4 separate regions of the Zea mays genome follow, and all the other regions are linked to region 1. Evidence: chromatin contacts called from public Hi-C data. All regions are on one chromosome and are shown on one strand. The core of a region is the stretch at or near the end of the contact, and the rest is flanking DNA. Distances in the headings are between cores, read along the strand shown. Region 1 holds the start of LOC103629301 (Protein NEN4). Region 2 holds the start of LOC100274605. Region 3 holds the start of LOC109940330. Region 4 holds the start of LOC103629308.

The links. A called contact is a pair of places that touch in the nucleus more often than the background predicts.
Region 2: a contact with region 1 is called in a Hi-C map of endosperm, with 5 times the contacts expected there. The contact joins the promoter of LOC100274605 here to the promoter of LOC103629301 in region 1. A contact is called at or near these places in 6 of 25 Hi-C or Micro-C datasets (ear, endosperm, leaf and 2 more).
Region 3: a contact with region 1 is called in a Hi-C map of leaf, with 7 times the contacts expected there. The contact joins the promoter of LOC109940330 here to the promoter of LOC103629301 in region 1. A contact is called at or near these places in 7 of 25 Hi-C or Micro-C datasets (bundle sheath, ear, leaf and 1 more).
Region 4: a Hi-C map of ear shows a contact between it and region 1, with 5 times the contacts expected there. The contact joins the promoter of LOC103629308 here to the promoter of LOC103629301 in region 1. A contact is called at or near these places in 3 of 25 Hi-C or Micro-C datasets (ear, leaf and tassel).

Annotation. Positions count from the first base shown.
Region 1 is chr6:52,605,412-52,608,111 of Zm-B73-REFERENCE-NAM-5.0, forward strand. It overlaps LOC103629301 (Protein NEN4), which reads right to left and starts at 1,264. Exons shown (of 2, transcript XM_008650465.4): 1 at 629-1,264; 2 at 1-533. The coding sequence starts at 890.
Region 2 is chr6:53,122,138-53,125,026 of Zm-B73-REFERENCE-NAM-5.0, forward strand. LOC100274605 reads left to right here and starts at 1,639. Exons shown (of 2, transcript NM_001351629.2): 1 at 1,639-1,739; 2 at 1,850-2,307. The coding sequence starts at 2,097. The coding sequence ends at 2,291.
Region 3 is chr6:53,161,406-53,164,105 of Zm-B73-REFERENCE-NAM-5.0, forward strand. It overlaps LOC109940330, which reads left to right and starts at 1,393. Exons shown (of 1, transcript XM_020539810.3): 1 at 1,393-2,434. The coding sequence starts at 1,432. The coding sequence ends at 1,965. LOC100282993 (peroxin Pex14) reads right to left here. Exons shown (of 11, transcript NM_001412255.1): 11 at 2,555-2,700.
Region 4 is chr6:53,558,878-53,561,811 of Zm-B73-REFERENCE-NAM-5.0, forward strand. LOC103629308 reads left to right here and starts at 1,525. Exons shown (of 21, transcript XM_008650468.3): 1 at 1,525-1,927; 2 at 2,026-2,088; 3 at 2,251-2,528; 4 at 2,613-2,712; 5 at 2,802-2,879. The coding sequence starts at 1,775.

The DNA of each region.
Region 1 (2,700 bases), core at 14-2,513:
CACCTTGCCCAGGCTATTCCTCTTGCCGCATGGAGTGGTGGGGGTGGGGGTGGCCGCATGTGCAGGTGCAGCTGTAGCTGTAGCTGCTCGGTCGTGCACAGGGGTAAACGGCGGCAGCTTGGTCAAGACGCCGGGCCGGTGTTGGTGTACTTCATGTTTAGGCGGAGGCGTCTGCTGCGCCGCCATCCTCCTGGTGGTGACCACGGCGCCGTCGGCTTGGCGAGACTGGTGCCTGCCGCAGAGGACGTGTGGCAGGCTGGACTCGAGCAGCAGGACGGTGGCGCAGTGCTTGAGCACCTCCAGGTTCATGCGCGCGTCGTCGAGGCTCCTGTGCTTCTGCTTGCCGATGCCGAAGTAGGTGGCGAGCGTGGCCATCTTGAGGTCCCCGGCGCGGCGGCCGAACTCCGCGGCCAGGACGTTGAGGGAGTCGATGACGCCGGCGGGCTCCGGGGCGGGGCGGCCGATGTCGGCGAAGGCCTCGCGGATGCGGGGGCAGTCGAAGCGCTGGATGTTGTGGCCAGCCCATACGCGGCCTGCATTTAATTTGCATGATTATAATCCATCGTCACCGATCGATGCATGGGGCGGGGGACAAGCAAGAAACTATCTAGCTAGCGTATATACACACCGTCCAGGATGCCGAATATCTTGTCGGCCACGTCCTTGAAAGGTGGCGCCGACGCGATGGCCTCGACGCCGTCCGTGAACCGCCTGGAGACGGCGGAGAGGTCGCCCGGGCGGATGAGGGTGTCGTAGCTGCCCACCTCCACCAGCTTCCTGGGGCACACCAGGATGGCGCCGAACTCTAGCAGCCACCACCGTCCCGCCGACGTCGGAGCCGTCGTCTCCACGTCCAAGAAGACTATCTCATCTCTCGACGTCGTCGTCATTTCGTCGGTGAAGCTATAGATCTATGGATGATGGTTGGAACGACTGGATGGATGGATCGATGGGACTAGCTGCTCCTGCCTCTTCTTTTTTCTCTTATCTCTTCTTCCTCCTCGTGCTTGACTATGAACGCAAGCAGCAAGCAAAAGAAGAAGATCGAGGAAGAAGAAGCTACCGTACAACGTCCGATGCTCATGTAGTAGAACACCTAGCAGATGGATCTATATATCATGTGCATGTAATGGTTGCCGTTAATGGACGGAAACACACAGGTAGATAGGCAGAACGACAAGCAAGCATCTGTATATATATTTATTCCTTGCGGAGCTGTTCGGACTTCGGAATATATCGATGGCTTCATATGTTGGGGATCGGAAGGAACGAAGGCGTGTGCATGCGTACGATCGGCGGCGGACTAACTCTTCTCTCCATGCAAAGCAAAGCACTGCAATTTAAATGTGTAACGCAAAAGCGTCGTAGCTAGCTGGCGGCTGTGCTTCTCTTCTCTCGCATGCATTTTCTTGTTCTAGGTCAATTAGTGCTTCCGTGCGTGCATGGGTCGCCATTCTACACACGCACCAACTTACCCTGACCTGGATCGCCGTCCAGAACGCTGAAGCATGCATGCCTTGCTCGCTCGTACATTAGTAGGGAGGGAGAGGGAGGAAGCTATAGCTAAGAGGCCACATACAAGATGTAGGTGCTGGTGCAGTGGGAAGATCCAAGCTAGCACTACAGTAAATAAAACAATTTTCGACGGCCAAAGCTATCGGATATAAGCTCTAAACCGTCGGACGTATCTTATGTCCGACGGCTTTGGATTATCTCCGACGTTTTTTAGCCGTCGGACATAAGGCGTCGAAAATAGTGTTATGTCCGACGGCAGCCGTCGGACATAACTTATCTCCGATGGCCAGTGACGGATCCAGGATTGATTCAAGTGGGGGCTAATAAGCTAAGGCTATAATTTTTTTAAACTAAATAAAAAAATATAATTGATGTTTAATATGACACAAGAATCAAAATATAATTTAAACATTTAAGAAATTTGTAGCCAAAAAATAAGTTGACACGAATTCTAGAAATACAATAATCAATGCGTACCGTTCATGAGTTGATGCTGCGAGATAAATTTATCTTCTAAGTTTTTAAGCCTTGAAAATGCTTCAAATTTTATCCTAATTGTTTTAGAATTAGAAGCATCTTTTTTTGGTTCTTGATGAGAAATTTGCCCATCTTATTCCTATAATCAAATCAAATCAAAACTTCAAATCAAGCAATTAAGCAAACGATAGCACACTGCAGTCTGCACACGTCTGCACCTTCACGGCGTATGCAGTCTGCTCGGCTTCATGGCTTGCTTGCTTGTCTGCAGTTCGCGCCCACCCGGCCATCCCTGCTCGCTGCTCACCTTGTCGGGGACCATAATTAGGGCTGGTACACCCAAGACTCCTAATCTCAGCTGGTAAACCCCATCAGCACAAAGCTGCAAAGGCCTGATGGGTGCGATTAAAGTCAAGGCTCAGTCCACTCAAGGGACACGATCTCGCCTCGCCCGAGCCCAGCCTTGGGCAAAGGCAGCCGACCCCGGAGAATTCACGTCTCGCCCGAGGGCCCCCTCAAGCAACGGACACACCTTCGGCTCGCCCGAGGCCCAGTCTTCACAGAGAAGCAACCTTGGCTAGATCGCCACGCCAACCGACCGTATCGCAGGAGCATTTAATGCAAGGATCGCCTGACACCTTATCCTGACGCGCGCTCTCCAGTCGACAGAGCCGAAGTGACCGCAGTCACTTCGCCGCTCCACTGACC
Region 2 (2,889 bases), core at 389-2,888, 520 kb after region 1:
TAAAAAATGAGTTGATGATAATATATATATTATTCTTCGCATTTCGTATATGAATTCTTCCTTATTATCTATTGAGCTTACGAAGGTTTTTTTCATTCATAACCTTCGTCCGGAATTTATTATATCCGAAGGGACATAATGTCTTGAAGGACGAAGGACTTTAATATTTAACACTTTTTATGTTGCCTTGTTCTTAACTCTTAGCATTTGAGAACAAGTCCCCAACAACAGGCTTTGAACCTTTTTCTACTAGTGCTTAGTCCGTTAGATATAGATCCAAGATGCAATGGTGGTTTGTCAGGGTTTTTTTATAAAGCTACACAAGGTGATGGTGGAAGGGTTTAAGTGCTAAATATGATATATGGTTGAATCTAGATCTAACAGACTAAAAGACGTAGGGCCTGTTTGTTTCAGCTTATAGATTATATAATCTGGATTATAATCTAAATTATATAATCCAGATTATAATCTAGATATATTATAATCTATATGTAGTTGTTTGGTAGTTTAGATTATACAAATGTAGATTATTCACAAAGACAACAATACCCTTATTGTTTATTTGAGGTGAGAAAAGAAGGATGACATGTATTGTAATTTCTATTTACATTACCATGGGTAGTGGGTCTTTTGGCAAAATAATCTCAAATAAGCTAGTCTTGAAGAGATTATGAGATTATCATAATCTGGAGTTTAGATTATATAATCTGAACTCATAATCTATGTGTTTGTTTAACTATTAGATTATTTGCGCTGGATTATATAATCTGGAGAGATTATAATCTGAAACACACAAGACCTTATTTACACGCTTGTACCTAATGTGTGTTTACATGGTAACCATTGACATAACTAACCAAACAAAACTACAAGTCGGATCACATGTGACCGGGTTTCTCACGTATTGGCCAAGTCGAAACAACCCACCACCATGCCGCAAGAAACGACACGCTACATAAATCATGTGTGTCGTACTACCCTGCCAAACATGTACAAATGGGTCGCCCGACTCGGCCCGACACGGATCAAGTGAAGCCCGGTCCGATTTAGATCTAGTGTGTCAGACACAGTTAAGAAACTGGGCCAGGCCTTCTAAGCCCGTGTGCTTGTTTCGCTCTACAGGGAGCCGGGCCGACTCAATAAATACGAAAAAGCAAGCTAAAACAACGTCGATATGCACGGATAAGTAAAAAGCGGGCCTGACAAGCCAAATATTAAGCAGGCCGGATCAGACCGGACCAGCTTAATAAGTTTAGTTGTATGATCCGTTTATTAGTTGTAACCGGCGGGCCCAAGAATGTATAAAGCAGACCGGACCGGGGCCGGACTTTCGGGCCTCGGTACATTACCTGCCGTGCCGCAGCATTAGAGGTCCTGTGTCTCGTAGGTGGACATATTCTCCGCGTGACTTCAGGTGTCGTCGCCGAGTTGTCTCCGGCCGAGGGCGGCGGCGCGACCGGTAACCAGCGTCAGCGTGAGTGTGACAGGCGACATGACTCATATCCTTCCCAAACCCTGTTTAGATCTGCGCGTTGGGGGCTCTTCCTCTAATCCATCCTTTGCTTGTATACGATCTCGATCTGTTTCGTTGTTTCGATTCTGTTATTGCCCTGTTCCTCTTTCCTTAACTCGCGCGCACGCGGCAACCAGCGTGACCGCGATCGTGAGCGCGCGGCGGCGCGGAAGCCCAACGGCAAGGGGCCCCAGGACGGGCTCACCCCGGAGCAGCGCCGTGAGAGGTGCGCTTAGTTGAATCTGTTTTATTCTTCGATCGTTCTCCGACATGACCAGATCTCCGTTGCTTGGCGCTGACCCTGTCCCAATCCGATTTCTGGACCTTTGTTGCCAGGGACAAGAAAGCGCTGGAGGAGAAGGCGGCGAAGAAGGCGCAGCAGGCAGCGGCCGGCGGCACCGGGACCTCCACGGACAACAAGAATAAGGCAGGTGGCAAGAAGTAGGCCGCAGCGGCGAGCGGCGCCACCTCTGTACGATTATCGATCCATGCCTTTAGCTTGTAACCTGTTCGCATCCTCGTAGATGCGATGCTTGTTGGGTCATAAACTCGTTTTCTGTTACTCTGATATCAAAATTTGGTGATGAGAATAATACGTGGTGTTCTGGTTTTGTGGGTTATTATTTTCTTCTCTTTCTATCGTTTTCTGTTCTGTTCCTTGAGTGGCCAGCCAGTCGATGGATGGGAATCCTCTAGTTTAGAGAGTTTAGAGGATGAACTAGGGTGTGAAGGAGCTTTTGCTTGCTATTGTGAACAACTGGGATATGATAGCTTTTGAAATTGGAAATTAGATTCAACTGTGGTGCTCTTCTATTTCTGCATTTCAGTTATTACCATGTTAATATGAATTACTCCCCGTCCCAAAATAAGTGCACATCTAATCAGTCTTGAAGTAGTCTGGCCATATATATTTATGATACCAAACAAATTAATCACATCATACATTTTCATCATAGCATAAACATATTTAGAGATACAAATCTTAATAAGATTTATTGCATTTTCATCATAGTATAAACATATTTAGAGATACAAATCTCTACTAACTATTAAGTTAGTATTGTAGACCGCCCCCGCCACCGCCTCTGCCCGCCCGCAAACCCCGCCGCGCTTCCAAACTCCCCACGCGCAAGAGTCGCCCTGCTCACCCCGCGCCGCGATGCTCGCCGCTTTGCTCCTCCCGCGTCGCGTCCACATATGCGATGACCGGGATCCATGACCGCCGCCCCCACCTCGGCCTCTTCCTGTCCGTGTAGCCGGCCACTGCTTCTCCGCCACAGCTCGTCGCATCCTCAACCACCGTTGTGTCTGACTCAAGCTAGGACGTCTCACGGGAGCGGCGACGGAAGCCCAGTCCAAATCCAACCGAGTCATCT
Region 3 (2,700 bases), core at 143-2,642, 560 kb after region 1:
TTTGAAGTTTTGATTATACAAATAGCTGAAGCTAAGTTTTGATTATACATAGCTTCAAAGATGACTACTCGAACATAATTTTATGTATTATCAAACATGTAACTAGCTGCAGCTTACATAGTTTTTAAGGCGGTAAGGCGAGATGAGGCGAGCCACCATCACCTTACCGCCTAGGTGACGCTAAGGCGAACTAAAGTGGGCTAAGGAGAGCTCTTAGGCAAGGCGAGTCACCCTCGCCTTACTGCTTAGGCGACGCTTAAGCGTCGCCTTACGGGCGCCTTAAAAACTATGGTATACAGATACCGCATACACATACCTCCATAGATGACAACTCTAACACAATTTTTATCTACTGGATCCATACAAGCCATGGCCTATATGACCAAATGCACTCCTACAGAGCATGCTTATTTTAAGAATAGAGTTGAAATCACCAGCTTATGTACTGCCAGTTTGTTTAAGACAAAAGAATGATGTGCTTTTTAACAGTAGAATTTTGCTGTCCATGTTGTAGTTGCTTCTAAGCTGACCTCAAATTTTCTGTGAATTTACACTTTCACGAAGTATTGTTGTTTAGTTTGGCGAAAATGTACTACTATAGACTAGTATTTAATTGTGCACTGCATCATAGACTCGTGAAAAAATTGAACATTTTGATTCCATAGAACATACATATTAAAAATCTGAAACCTTGGTTTAGCTTACTCTATGGCTCAACTGACATTGATAACATTATCCATTTAATAGTTTGGTTTGTACGAACCACAAAATGTGATTCAGTCTTCGTGTTTCTTCATCCATCCATGATTCTAGTTGATTCAGTTGCCCATAATTTTTAAGTTCTTTCATCTCTTCTGAAAGCAGCTCCTCATACTGCTGCCTATTCTGGCTTTGGGTGCATTTTTCTTCTTTGCGGGACAAGATATACTGCAGGGCAATGTAACTCTTCCCACAGATTTGATATTCAGATATTTTCTTTCTAATGTTCCCCTATTGATGTTTTTTTTTCTTGGCACACTCCATACTTTGGACAAAGCTTGCAGATACTGAAGTAAGCAAAAGCAGCTCTGTATAAAACTTCTATCACATACTTAGTTGAACTCTGATCAGCCTTATTAGCTTACTCTATTGCAGAACATGATACATGGACTTCTCATCTCGAGTTACAATACCTACAGTTAATAAACCATCCTGCCCTGGATGTCGACGATGCAGTCCTGTCCGCCACCAAGAGAGCGCGGAAGAGCAGGTACCTCTCCCCTCCCTACACTGGCACAGGTGTCCAAGAAAAGAAGGTCACCGGCAGCCACAAGCAGCGAGAGGAGGATGGTCCCACCCCCCCCCCCCCCCCCCCCCCCCCCCCCCCCCTCCCATCCCATGTCTCTGGTTCAGAGGTGCTCTCCGAGACGCCGTGCTCAGGCAGGGGAGTGGATGGATACGGCGGCCCTCGGTTGCCTGGCCATGTATAGAAGGAACAGGAACAACATCTTCATCGACAACCATCCCGATTCCCATGCTGCTGTGAGCGGTGGCGATGGTGATGGCTCACAAGACGATGGTGGCATTAAGCCCCCCTCAGCTGCTGGTGTTGGCCGCAAGATGCTCAAGCAGGCCCTGACAACGGATCCTTGTCTAAGAAGAACCCCCATCCTGCTGCTGCAGGTGCCAACGCAACACATGGACATTCCAATCCTCCTGTGGCAACAACTGCAACACCCCCCACTAATAATGAGAAGAGGAAAATGCACGAGGACTATGACGACCGCTGGGCAGCACAGCTATGCCTGGAATCCTGTAGCAATTGAGCTGTACTTGGCAGAGGGAACTCCCCTGCCCTCCAGGGAGGACCTCCTCTCCAGTCTCCATATTCAGCAGGTTCAGCTTTGTGATCGACTCCGAGACCCCCATCAGCCAAGACAAGCACAAGCGCACTGGGCGCGTGGTGCCACCACCCACCAGGGCTAAGCAAAGGCCGCCTTGAGCTGCGTGGCAACCGGCGCTCCCCCTCAGGCTTTCGGTTCTAACCCAATCCATATGGATTGAGGGGGTTTCAGTCCCAGTAAGTCAAAATCCCTTTCAATCCGTATCAATCCCCTCCAATCCATATGGATTGAAAATAACCGAACAAACCCTCATGGATATTAGGAATGATCTTGGGAAGATCTTGTCCTTGGGGTCTAAAGCCACAGCGGCGCTGAGCAGGTTATGCTACTGACCTATATGTTCCTTCTAGGCTTCTAGCTGCTGATCGTCAGTCTTTTGTAACTTCTAGTTTCTCACCTCATGCATTGTGTAAATGGTAGACCTGCAAGCATCACTGCTCTATCTAGTGGTACTCTGTAACTGATTATGCTTATATGTATCATTCTGCTCTATCTAGTGGTACTCTGTAACTGATTATGCTAATACGCATCATCCTTCATCAGGGTATTGTTCCTTTGCTTCAAAATACTGTGCTGGTGTAGTTGATTAGCCAGAGCTACAATCATGGTATCCCACCCTTTAACCTGAGACAACAATAAGTTAAAAAAAAACTGGGGAGAGCATGAACTGACAGAAACAACCTGTGTACACCGCCATTGATTCTCATCCTTGGCAAACCCAGAAAAACAACACCTGAATGGAATGAAGCGAACAGCAAAATGCAAACAAAATAAAAGACAACAATTCACAACCTTTAAGCACCCTCGATCGAACAGC
Region 4 (2,934 bases), core at 275-2,774, 950 kb after region 1:
TTGGTTATTTTTATGATGATGGTTAATAATGATGATTATAATTTTGATCTCTGGTATTTCCTCTTAGAGGAGGTACTTTTGGGCAATAATTGGGTTATTACTAAAACTTGGCTCTACTAATAGTAATAAATACTTGACCAACTAAAAGCAACTGCTTAACCCTAAACCCCACATACAGCTAGTCCACTTTAGCCAAACGGGACATTTGCTGAGTACGTTGATGTGTACTCACACTTGCTTTACAAACCACCCCCACCCCAGGTTGTCCTCACTGTATTCAGTGCTCAGGAGGAGATGCTGGCAACATGGAGGACTTTGAGGAGTTTCAGGACTACGACGAGTTCTAGTTTTTCTTAGTGGCAAACCCCCAGTCAGCTGCCTGTATAGTCCTTATCTACTACGTTTCGTATTTCCGCACTTTGATGATATTAATGACTATGCTATGTATTAGACTCTGTGGATGTCTTAGACATCTTATTGTAATAAAAGTACCTTTCCACTATTTACTTTGAGCAATGTGTGATGATGTCCAATTATGTAATCGCTATGTACGTGAGTTTCTGATCCTGGCACATACATGGTTCGCATTCGGTTTGCCTTCCAAAACCGGGTGTGACAGAAGAGTGCCGACTCTTTGATATCTCGACAAAAAATTGGAGGAGTCTTCTTGCCCTTACTTTACATTTCACATTTACTTTGAGCATTTTACTTTGTGCAATTGCTTAGTTAGTATTTGTAGTAATGACTTAGTGTTGTTGTCTATCTAGTAGTATTTACTTGTTGCTAGTAGTTTGGGTGAATTTGGGCTCATTCTTAGGGTTTAACTTTTGTTAGAATTCTAGAAAAGCCCAATTCACCCCCTCTTGGGCATCGTGATCCTTTTAGTGAACACCGGAGCAAATTTTGGTGGTGGCGTGGTCCCAAAAAATCGAGGGAGCGATGTAAAAATCGAGGTGAACACCGAAGCGGTGGTTTGGTGGCGTGGTCGTACTTTGACCTCAAACTAAACACATCCTAAAGGGATTAAAGTATGATTTTTACCTTATTTGTCCTCTCATCTTTTTTGGTACAAAACAAGCAACCACTAATTAATAGGGTTAATACAATTATTATTCGCACCAATTAATATTCTTTAGTTAGGTTTAGTCACTGAAACAAAATGAGATAATTTAGTGACTAAACTTAGTTAGGTGACTAAAGAAACCAAATAGATCTAAAATGAACTAAAAAAAAGTACCTATAAACCAAATACGCCTTTAGTTGGTTTCACATTAAACATTAGAGTACCAATTATAAATATTACATAAAGTAAAATCACAAATTAAATAAATACGAGACAAATTTATTTAACTCAATTAATCTACTAATTAGTAATTGTTTACTGTAGCATTAGAGAATCATACACTAATTAGATTTAACGTTTAATATTTATTAATGTAATTAGCTTTTTAATCAAATTGTATTTAATATTCCTAAATCAAACATTGCAACCAAAAAAAAAAATGCCTCCAGATCCAAACGGTCCGGTCCGGTCCCTCACACTCATCAAGGGCGGCTCACTCTCATGTCATGTGGCGGCGTCCTTCTCCCTCGCTGCTCCGTCTCTCTCAGTCTCTCTCCTGCCCTGTCCGTCCCACTCCCCGTCCAGCGGAGAGAGACCCTGTGGGCTGTGGCCGGGCAGCCGTTTCCCCTCCCCTTCCCTCTCCGCTCCCTCCAGAGTCTACTGTAGCGCAGTGCCGTAGGGTTTCGCGTCCTATCCTTCCTCGCATCCTCCATGGCCGATCCTGACGACCTCGGCCGCCGCCTCGCCGCGGTCGCCGTATCCGAGTCTCCTACCGCCGCCGCGGCTGCGCTGGAGAGCAGCAACAACAACCTGTTCCAGGTGATGCGCGCCGTGGAGGACGCGGAGGCCACCATCCGCCAGCAGGTATCAGTACCAATCTCTTCCTGCCTCTGCCTCTGCCAATTTGAGGGAATCGGCTGCAACTAGAACAAGCGACCCATCACTCCTGTATCTCTCTTCAGCTGGAGGAGAACAGCCGGTTGAAGGACGAGCTGATGCTCAAGACGCGGGAGCTCCACAGAATTGTAAGCACATTCGATTTCGACGCCCCTTCCCGATCCAAACAAATCATATACTCTTAACTAGTGCAGCACAGCACAACTCATCATTTCCTTTTTGCTCTATCATGCCATTCCATTTGCCTATAGAAACTAATGTGCTGTACGTCTCATCTCCGACCTAACCAGAGGTCAGAAGCCACAGACCAAGCTTCCTCTCATGGGATCCGTATCCATCAGGATCGCGCTCTTGGTGCCCACACAGACACCTCCTCCACTGCTCCCATCAGGACTACCGCTACAGCAGCAGAGGCCTTCGAATGGGGAGCTGGGGATGCCGGCATCAACCACAAGTACCTTGAGGCCAACCAGGCTAATGGAATTCCCCGTAAATCACCGAGCGCTCCCGATAGCGCTTTCCCATCTCAGCTATCTACCCCGTCTTCGCGATCCCTTTCACCAACTAGGTACCAAGTAGCACATTCCAAATCCAGCCTCTGTTAATATCATACTACCCTGTTTCCTTACCTTCATTGAGCCTTTCCTTGCAGGCACCACAAAGAAACAGACTATGATTCTAGGCTCAACTTATCCGGACAAGGCGCACTGCCTGTTTCAGACCTCAACTCAAACGTCGTCATCTGGAAGCAGGTATCAACTGTTTGCTTCGTGTGTCTGTTGCCATACTTTTTGATCGATTGATTCACTCTTCTTGCTGAGCTGCTTATTTCCTTCCACAGGATCTCCTTGTTAAGGTCAAAGAACAAGGGGAGGAGATTGCACAGCTGAGAAGGCATCTTTCTGACTACTCTGTCAAGGTGACTACACACTAACAATCTTTTTCCTGTAATGTTCTTTCTTCAATCTGTAGTG